2 separate regions of the Zea mays genome follow, and region 2 is linked to region 1. A link is a contact called in public Hi-C data. All regions are on one chromosome and are shown on one strand. The core of a region is the stretch at or near the end of the contact, and the rest is flanking DNA. Distances in the headings are between cores, read along the strand shown. Region 1 has its middle 32 kb from the start of LOC103654570. Region 2 has its middle 87 kb from the start of LOC100384270.

Region 1 (5,359 bases), core at 697-3,196:
GGCCAGGGCATTCTCTAACATTTGGAATCACAGGGCTCCCAATACCACTTCCTATATATATATATATATATATATATATATATATATATATATATATATATATATATATATATATATATATATATATATATATATATATATATATATATACTGGGCTTCCAAACAGTACTAGAAGCACCAACCGCCCTGTCACACCTAGATTTAAGGGCAAACCCGGGCGCATCTCAAATGTGTGCTAGGATCAAGTCTCACACATATGATGACTCATGGTACAGAAATCAATGTCACATATTTATTATATAATAGGGGTTCTATATAAAATAGCTAAATAAATACATCATATGATGACAACGATCCTTCGCAACCATAGTTGACTAGGAGACGATGGCCTAGACATCTCCGAACTCATCGTAGCATCCTTCATATTCCTCATTTGTAGTACATGTTCTTGGCGTGCAGTGAGTTTAGCAAGTGTGATCTCACATATGTTCATCGCTCAGCAAGTGTGAGGAAAAGTGTAGTGTAAGTCTTACCGAGGAGAATGGTTAAGACTGAGCATTGCTTTTAAATCGTTTGTCAAAATTTTATTAGCGATGACTAGGTGTAAGTGAATACCAACCCAATTAAATAATTGATCGTAATAAATAATAAATCCCACAATGCAATGCAAATGACATATTAAGTTTAATTTCATAAATTACTCATGTGCGGGTCCGAGCCGCTCATGACCGTGGGCACGACTGATATACCAGTTTTACACTCTGTAGAGGTTGTGCATCTTTACCGAGAAGTAGTGTTACCCTTTTGCCAAGGGACTGCGAGTTCCCATTCATGTCTACCGAGGAGATGAGGCATGGTCCCACTACGAGGCATTTTCAAAGTTCTACTAGCTTCATAAAACCCACTACGATTTCTGTGAGAAGGGGACGATATAGGAATCCCTCATTCGAAAAGCCATCGTAGCATGATTGACCCGAGAACCTCCCTATACTGGAAGCTCCTCACACTGCGGTTGCCCCTTTCAGGTAAGGTAGTCCTCAACTAGCTTTTTTAATTAGTCAGCTAAGGGCATCCCATACCACCCTTGTGGTAGCACTATTTTCTCTGGTGGTTCTCCATGTTCCAATTAACACAACGATCTTATCATGAACAATAATAGATAACCAACAATAATAAATCATAATGGAACATGGTCATGAATCATAAGTATCATTAAACCCAAAATCAGGTAGAGCAATAACAATACTACCCAATAGTTCATATGTTTGCAAGGTATAGGGTAAACAAACTAGGTAACCTATTAGGTCCCATCAGCTTAACCCAACTGTGCCACGATGATTAAAAGAACATTATTAGGTTAAAGAAAGTGATCAAGTACACAACAATACTTGTGATTCCCATCAGCTTATACTTGTGATTCCAGGTGTCTCCCAAAAGTTGGGCTTCAGGTTCCTCGTCACCTCGCTTCTATGCGCAGCAATACATATAGAAAGGCATAGAGTAGGTAAAAAATATTACACCAAAGATGAAAACAAACTAAATAAGAATATTTTACGCGTCGCTACGAAATCGTAGGTTTGAGAACCACTAAATTCAGAGTTAAAATGAATTAGTTATAGATTTTCTATGTTTCTTGATTTATTTTGTACTAGAAATTAATTTTCAGATTTATTTTATCTAATCCGAAGCATATAAGTATCGCGGCTACTATTTCTAGCGAGTTCAAGGTTGTTTTTGTAAGTAAAAGGACCTATCTATTGTAATCTTTATATTAAAGTGGACTGCGGGTTAAATCTCTTAAATCGTGAGGTCTCTTTATAAAGTTTGTCGTGGACCAGCACACGCACGCGGCTGCTGGCTATTGGATCGCCATACGACAGCCTGAGATAGGCCATGAATCGGTATGCACAGGTAGCCGTAGGATTAGAGATTCACGGTCGAGAGACTCGGCGCATCCCGACCGCTCATCACTTGATAAACCGCTCGGATTCAGTGTACCTAACTGGTACCTATGATCTAACCACGGTCGTGCATTAGCATATCAACGTCTGACGCCCCTCCACCCCAATCGTCGGCTGGATGCGGCAATGGTACTCTGCTCGCGGTAGAGGACTCTGACGAGTACATCGGACATGCACTCTAGGGCCCCAGAAGCTAATCCAAAAGTACCTACATGAAGTACATGACAATGCGAACGACAGTGATGTGTTATTACCAGTGTTCGTGCAGTAGTGAGCTCCATCCACAACGAGGGGCGGTCCCGCGGTGACAGTGACAGAGGAACTCCGATGAGCAATCACCGGCGTTCCAGTAGATCATTGAGACTAGAAGCTCCACGTTCATGATCCAGGGCCCTAGTGAATCTCTATCTTTCAAACTGGCGATCTCAACTAGCAAAACCTTGGCCTCATTCACTTTAGCATCAGTTGGGTCCTCTATCCAGCTGGGCACTCTCACATCTGGCTACCTTCGAGAACGAGGAGGGAGTTATTGTGGTTCCCCATGGTAAACCATTCGAATAACCACCCTTTGATGTTATCTTTCAGGGGAATATCCAAGTATTTAGCTTTCTTGCCTCGACGAAGCACCAGGCTAGCCCCTCCAACCACTTGATGTTGCCCACTTGTCATCCCCAGCTTACAATAGTAGAGATTTTTCCACAGTCCAAAATGTGGGCTAATCCCAAGAAACGCTTCGCAGAGGTGCATGAAAATAGCAATTTGAAGAACAGAATTAGGGCTTAGGTGGGTCAAATTAGAGAATAGTAATCGAGAAGACCGCAGAAGGAAGGGGAGACGGGTAAACCCAGGCCCCGAATCAAAAAATGAACAAAAACAATGGACTCATGGGTGTTTTCTATGGGCACGGTGATCCCTTGCCAAACGTTCCATGAACTCAACTCTTTTGGAGGAAGAACGCCCACCTGGACAAGGTGAAGCAAATCGGATTCAGAAACGATGGAGGTGTAGTTACCACAAAAGGGGAGTTGACTATTGGGATCAATAAGGGATGGCGGTTGTTGCACCCCTGCTTCTTCTTGGGTGCCATGGGACCTCTCGTGACCACAGAATCGAGAGCGGGGTCACTAAGGTAGGAGAATTTCAAAGGAAGAGATTACAGCGAAAGAAGCGCTAGGGTTTCTGCCAAAAACTGTCAGGCATAAGCACGTATATATAACTACCCCTACTTATCATAGCATCAGCACTAGGGAGACAATATTTTAGAATCGAAAAGAAAGGTGATGAATCGGACAAGTTGAATTGGACAAAGAACTCATTTTGGCGTACAAGTCGGTCGGGAGAAGTCAGTCATCAATACTAAAGCACAAGGATACAGGAAACTGAGAAAAATGAAGAACTCAACACCAGCGATCATACCTCAAACGCAGCATGAAAGAGAGAGAGAGCTCAGTACTCAAAAAGGTAGGAAACAACGACTTTATTATATAAGAGGGGTGTCATTACATGAGCAAAATTAGTTCATTATAAATTGATCCTTACAAAAGACTCCTGCCCCCACTGCTACCCCTACACTACACCTACTACTTCTACTTAAGTCAATGTCACCTCGCCACTGGCACCGTCGTCGCCGTTGTCGCCCTTGCCGCCGTCGCTGTCGTCCTTGCCGGCTGCACCACCTTCATCACAGTTGTCTTACCCGTCGTTGTCGTCCTCCGCGAAATCCTCGGGTTCCTCCGAGTCATCGAGGCCGACACGCTCGATACCGTAGAGATAGGATCTCTCCTCTGTCGATAGACCCATGGAGTCGTCCGCGCAAACGGGCGACGAGGGTTCGGGGGATGGCGGAGGAGTCCCCTCCTTGGAGAGCTCCGAATCAATGAAGTCCTCCGGTGGGGGAGTCGGAGGATGCTTCCTTTTCCCACCTTTGGCCTTCCTCCTGCCCTTACCATCTTTCTTTCCCGCCATCGGGGTCTTTGGAGGAAGAAGTGAGAAAAGAGAAACAAAGACGAGTAAAGGAGTTGGCAGCGCACGATGGCCTATTTAAAGAGGCAAAGGAGCGCCTCTTAGTCTTTCGGACGTATAATGAACAGTACCCATCCCTCAAATGTTGCATGGGCTTCCAAGAGATTGTATGCTTCTATCACCCTTTGGCGTAACATGGCACCAACGAGCAGTAAATTAACCGCTCAGACGCATTATTATGCCTCGTCAACTCAAGCAACTATTCTTTGGACAAGACGGTATGCACACCCATTGGGTGCACAGATTGGATTTCTAAAACACAATCTTTAAAATATCAAACGGCAATCATGCAAAATGACAAACTTGAAGATCGGCAGAAGTATCCTGGTCAAGCCTGAGTCAACTGGACCTCTATCGGTTGAATTCAGTCGGCGGCTTTAACCAAACACGTCCCGACTAGAGTTCAGTCAACCAGATTTTAGTCAGTTGACCTTCCATCGGCCTAGTCACCCTAAAGGTACCATCAGATCAGAAGCATGATTTACTTGTATCCAGAGAAGTCAAACAAATCCTGCGAAGATAAGATCCTAAGGACCTTCTAGTTGATTGATACTCAAATCAGCTCGAAGCTCGGGGGGGCTACACCCTGCGGTGCACCCAATGGACCCGAACATGGCAAAGTCGCACTCGAAGAAATGTAATCAAATAGCATGACTCATTCTTAGAGTCTCAAGCCAATTACTCTCAAAAATTGGCTTGAGCCTCATGGGCTTGTGGGAGATAGATATCCCATGGGTCCTCGTAGCATGAATATGTTCAATGGGCTGTCTAGTGGGCCCCCAATAAGTTGTCCAGCAAGCATACTATTGGGCCGCACCCAGGCAAAATAGGTTTCATCAAAGAGAATGACGCTCGGAGTTGGAAGCAATCCTGAAGGATTGGCGCAAGGCTGCTATCTGTACGCACCTGTCGCAGAAGGATGGGTGATGTTCTGAAAGCATGTTTTGCGCACAACCGAATGGCAAGATACTCAGAAGGAAGCGATCGGACTCCAGAAGATCAGGAGCGCTCGCAACGACAGAAGATAGACTCAGATGTGATTAGATAAGCTTTCACGATCTGTAAAGAGATACCTTCCCATCCGTCTATATAAGGTTGTGGAGGTACCCCTACAAAACTCTCTCGATATCCCTCTCTTTCGAATCACGCCCACCATTAGACCGATAGATCTTATCCATCGCCAACCATGAATCATCTGTAATCTGTGCACCCCAAGCAAACTCAATACTCATCACCAAACATGACGTAGGGTGTTAAGCATTCAGGTGGCCCAAACCTGTATAATCCCCTTGTGTTCCGACGTGCTTCTTCCATCGAGTTACGATCAACGACGTCGTCCTCCCAAAAGCACTACATGGGTTACCCTGTAGTGCGCA
Region 2 (5,453 bases), core at 2,349-4,848, 290 kb before region 1:
TGTTATTTTACTTGACCTGGTTTGTGTTCTACCAATAGTTCTGCTTGTCATGAACCAGACGAAAGTTTATATTCAAACCATCATATTTGATTCAACATAAACCTTTTGTTCTCAAAACATAAATCCAATAGACTATGTATCACCCTGGTCATTTTTTTCCAGAACTATTTTTGCTCAGCTGCTATTATATGATCAACTGATGCTATTGATTTTAGGCCCATGGCCCAATACTGGCCTTCTTAGTATGGCTTCTCTCTATATGCTTAAGCAACAATTTTTTTTTGGTCCATGTTAATGCACTTTCCATGAACATAAACATTTAGCCAAGTGCTACCAAGCCCATTTCAGCAATTCAGTATATTTCGTTTCAAAACATAAACATTTAGCCAAGTGCTCCATGCGCTCAACCTTATCCTATGTAATTATTTAGCTAGTGTTATGAATAGGGAATAGAAGTCATATCTTTTGGTCTAAGACTTGTCATCAAATATGCTTGTGCGTAGAATATGTCTTCAGATGATACAGTCGCCTTCTTGGAAATGTGTCTACTTTTCTTTAGCTACACATGGCATCATCTCTCTGCAGCTGATCCATACTATTGAGTTCATTTAAACCCAAACCTTTCTGCATAAGCTTCTGTGCCAATAAACAAATATATATATATATATATATATATATATATATATATATATATATATATATATATATATATATTAACAATTCAATTTTTTAGTCTCGAACTAGGCAAATTACCAAATTCATAAATCACTCATGCCTCGTTTGGATCTTTGGAATTGAATTCCATTCTAATAATTGAAATTTAGATTAGATCAATTAGCTATTTTATATAGAATATATGCTACATTTGTACTATAGGGAGCGAGCGGAAGAGCGTGTTATAAGTTGTCGAGTACAAACATAGACTAGTGATACATAAAATCAATTTCCACCCTTTATTTTATAAATTTAAAATAGACTTATATCTAAACTTTAAAAAGTGGTGAAATATTAAATTCAAACTAAATAACCTACTTTATTAAGTAAATTCCAATTCCTTCAAAATAAACTGCCCCTTATTGTTATAAAGGCCTATATATCCTGAATCTTATTGTTATAAAGGCCTATATATCCTGAATCCTTAAGGAGGGCAATAAGCTCTTCTTCTTAATAACGCCAATATGCTAGTCTTTTATTGGTTAGCTCACCACTATATACATGCTTGCTTTCTTTGCTTTATCATGAATTACGAGAGGACACAAATGACTATATTAATTAAGTAGATGGTATTCTACTATTCTGGAACAACAGAAATGTGACAGATACCTTTGTTTTTTTTTCTAAAATGTTTTTTTGAGTATGTCCTGGAAATGGAAGTTGGACAGGGACAGCGGTTCAATGAATTAATACCAGAGAGAGGTTCTAGTAGTAGTGATGTCATTCCAGAAAATATGAAAGAATACTTTTTGTATGTGTGTGCATGTTAGGTGGCCTAGCTAGCTAGCCGCCCGGGTGATGAAATGACAAAGATCTATAGAAGCTTCCAATCCATCGAGCCTTACCATGCATATCATCACACCTTTTTATCAACTGGAGTGGCCTGGTGGGTGTGCACTGGATGTCGTTGTGGTATCTTTTTACTCACTTCTCTTGTTAGGTGCTGGTTCTGATGCAATGACAAAGATTTGAAAGTAGTATGTTTTTGCACCTGACCTACCTCATTCTAGAAGGGGTCATTGCACTCGTTATCATTGATATTAACTGATAAATCACTTACACCATCTTTCAGTTGCTGAAACGGTGGTGTTAGGTGGCTTGGGCATCATATCCGCATGCATCATCCACACTATCCTACCCTCTTTATTTTTCTGTTTCTTTCTTTCTTTCTTTCTTATATGTAGTATGAATGTCAAAAACATCTTTACAACTTTTCTTCTCTTTTCCTTTGGAAAGCATATTCATATCCAAAAAGCTTATGTGACTTCCAAATTTCATCAGAAAAAAAAGTAGTTGCGCATGCACCTATCTGCTCCGCGCCCAGCCATGTGTGCTGCACGTCGATCGGAAAAAGGTTGAGGAGCAACTTGGCATGCAGTCAAACCAACAAGCTGCGCATTTTGCCTTGTCGATTGGGGGGAATCTCACCAGTGGTTCTGGTGCTCCATGATGGAGTGTGCTGTGCCTATTGCCAGGTCTTTAGAGCGCGCGGCGGCGATGAATAAAACTGCATTTTGACTTTAGAAGTGAAAACAACATGCTCCACACATGTGCTCTACTGCCTTGTGCTTTACATGTTCTGTTGCTTGGGGTACTAGAAAGAAGCTACCTTTTGTTGCGAGACTGCTAGCTCAAAAGTCAAACAGTTGCAGAAAAAGTAACGTTAGATGTTACACTCTGCTAGTGCCAATACATCATGGCTTACACTATTCTGTTAAACACAAATGGAGGTCACTCTGTGACGACAGGTCTTCATCGCAGGGGTGGGGAGGCACTAAAAATGAGAGGCAAGCGTAAAGGTAAGATCAGCCGCAATGGGTTGGCGGGGTTCCTGTCTCAGTGCAGACAAGAATATGTGTGGTGGATAGATTACAGTTGGTTTTGCAATAAGTATTCTGACGATCGACTAGATGTGCACTTTTTATCACTCAACTGTTTTCAGCAGAATCATTAAGCTCACGCACTTCCTTTCGTTTCCTTTTTTTTTGCAAAGGTAAGGGCACCCTGATGTATTCTTGATGTGATTTGGAGGTAGCGCTTGCAAAAGTGTTTATGATGTCTTAATATTCACATTTTTTTTGTTCGGCCTTCCAGAGTACTGTAACCTGTGGTTGCTTCTTTCAGAACATACATCAGAGTTCACCGAATGGTCCTGAACAGCTTGAATGAATAATGATTAACTAGCCTATTACACGTGCTTTGCTACCGTTGTTATATATCATATAAATAGATATTCAAATATTTATTTAAAAATAATTATTGTTTATTTCTAAACATTAAGATATATGTGTGATTTGGTGATTAGGCCTAAATTTCTGGAGCAGTGGTTAAGCTCTCAAGTAGATTGAGCATGTGAGGATTGGACTGTTTGTGAGGATTGGACTGTTATATATCCACCAAAGTTAGTAATCGATAGCGTGTTGGTTGATTGTTTTTTTGTTGCCTCGGCTAATTAAACTACGAAATGGCCCCGGTGGACAGTAGCAGCAGCTGCTCCTTTTTCCTGAAAAAAAAGAAAGAAATTAGGTTACCCGCAATATCAGCTGCCATTTTTTTTCTCATCAATCGCTGCTCTGCTAGTAGATCGCTGATAGAGATAGCTTGCAAAACATATACATATGCTGCAGCCACTCTTGGGATGTCATAGTGATTTTGGGGAGTGGTGGGATGTTGGGGTCACCTCACTTGAGCTTCTAGAAGGTGAGACCCAGCAACAACGGAGAGCGCCTTTTCCCAAATTAATACCATACCAAAGAAAAAAAAACTTCGCTGAGCCATTGGAAAACGATGCTTGAAAAGGATGGTTGAGGTCGCAGATGGAGATGGAAGGCAATTGGCGACTGAGGAGGGTGCACGCAGAAGCACAGGCCGCCAGGGGAGGGGATTCGGGTGCTGTCGCTGCTGCTGCTGTCTTTTGTGGGTGATGTGATGTCATGTAGCCTACCAACTACTACCAACTACCACCGCCCCCAAGTTTCTTCCCCTTGCCTTGGTTGAAAACCAAACCTTATTCGATTCCCGACCTCTCTCCGTCCATCCATTGCTTTTGGTATTCTGCGTACGTACCGGCAGGAAGATTCGGAATTCTTTTCTTCAATTCTTCTTCTTCGTGCTCATTTTGAGTGGTCGACAAGACAGATCGATGCAAATTCAGAGGGGACGGCCATAAACGGGTAACCGCGATTTTGTAAGAAATTTAGACATTTTTTGTTTTAATATTTAATTCAGAAAAAGAGTGTGATATATATATATATATAACTACTAAGCAGTAAATAAAAATAAAACATGCACAAATAAGAAAGAACAGAATGTAATCTGCGGAGGGACCGATGTTCAAGGCGTCAATGGCTCTATTCACACGAGACATCCCGTGTGTATGTTCGATGTAGCCATACAAAGTCAATGCAGGAAGATGTACGCCGTGCAGTCCCTTGAACGGTCGCCGGAAGAAGAACAACAACATGTGTAGCCCGAGGAAGGCGACGAGGAACAGGATGTAGACAAAGCAACACCGAGTCGAACGCATCACACGAGCAGTCACGAATACGCTCTCCAAAAATCTGATCGCCCGCACACTCGTGCAAGTGTATCTCTGCGGACGACGATTTCGGATGTTTGCTCTTCCACTCTCTCTGTGCTCGCAGAAGATGGGACGGGAATGTGATGTTTACAATGTGTGTGAGAGGTATCGCGCGTACATGGAAGAGTCTTCACTCTCCATTCTTATAGCAACATGTGTCAGAAGGAGGGAGAAGGGCAACAGATAGAAACGGTCGCACATTAGAACTAGAAACCAACGACAATAACTAATGTCCGTTATCACAGTAACTGACGTCCGTTACCAGCCAAAAGATAGGAAACAGACGGTCATCACACCAGGCAAAATGTACAACCATTTGAAAGGAATATTCGGACGACGGTCTATCATGGCCATGAGGCCCAGCCCGGACGATGGCGGCGCGCGCGCGTGCGACAGTCCTTCATCCTTTTCTCGACTTCCCAATAGATGCACCAACGGTCCATCTATTTAAGTTGATTGATTTGTTCCTTGAACTTCTAATACGGTGCTAATTTATTAGTACACCTTAGAAATTAAAGCGGGTCACTAGCATTGACTATTATTGAATATTAATTGGGCCAAGCTCACATTTATCCAACAATCCCCACCAAATGCTAAGTCACACGAAAATACTCTCATCATCTCAAACAATTGATATACTGATGTTTCGATAAAGACTGTTAAGTTGAACGTCCACCTAGAGCTTAGACTATAACCACAACTACACAATGGACTAGGCCTTGAACTGACAGTTTTTCGTAGAATGAGTTTCATCTAAACTCTTTGCCAGTACTAGATTGCCGAATGTATCCCCTGTGGTTGGAGCATATAAGTAAAACTCCATGGCCTTTCATGGTTATCTAGAGACCACCCAGATCTCAAACTGTGACTAGCAGTTAACCCATATAGGTATGTTCCTCCAAATATGTTCTGTAGGACAACATATTTACTTCCCAAAGCCATTTGGAACATATTAAGGTGTAAACACCAACCTACCTTACAGTAAGGAAAGATATGCATCTAAAATGAGCCTTATTAAGGGTCTTTTCTCTCAGTCTACCCCTAGCTTGTTTCACCATTCTAATTCACGGGATCTCCGATTACATAGAATAGTTTACCACTTTGATAAACTTTAGGTGGGTCTCAGGCCCATCTCACTTGATGCACTATCTATCACACT

Evidence for each region. Hi-C and Micro-C count contacts between places; a contact is called where the count stands out from the background.
Region 2: a Hi-C map of leaf shows a contact between it and region 1, with 4 times the contacts expected there. The contact joins two enhancer-like sites. A contact is called at or near these places in 6 of 25 Hi-C or Micro-C datasets (bundle sheath, ear, leaf and 1 more).

The regions. Positions count from the first base shown.
Region 1 is chr4:212,984,183-212,989,541 of Zm-B73-REFERENCE-NAM-5.0, reverse strand. No RefSeq gene overlaps it. Among protein-coding and RNA genes, the nearest start is that of LOC103654570, 32 kb to the right of the region's middle. Within about 2 kb of position 1,946, at least 17 of the 20 cell types and tissues checked have an H3K27ac peak or open chromatin away from gene starts, as enhancers often do. A contact at or near this core is called in bundle sheath and leaf, where this site is marked.
Region 2 is chr4:213,275,741-213,281,193 of Zm-B73-REFERENCE-NAM-5.0, reverse strand. No RefSeq gene overlaps it. Among protein-coding and RNA genes, the nearest start is that of LOC100384270, 87 kb to the right of the region's middle. Within about 2 kb of position 3,598, at least 11 of the 20 cell types and tissues checked have an H3K27ac peak or open chromatin away from gene starts, as enhancers often do. A contact at or near this core is called in bundle sheath and leaf, where this site is marked.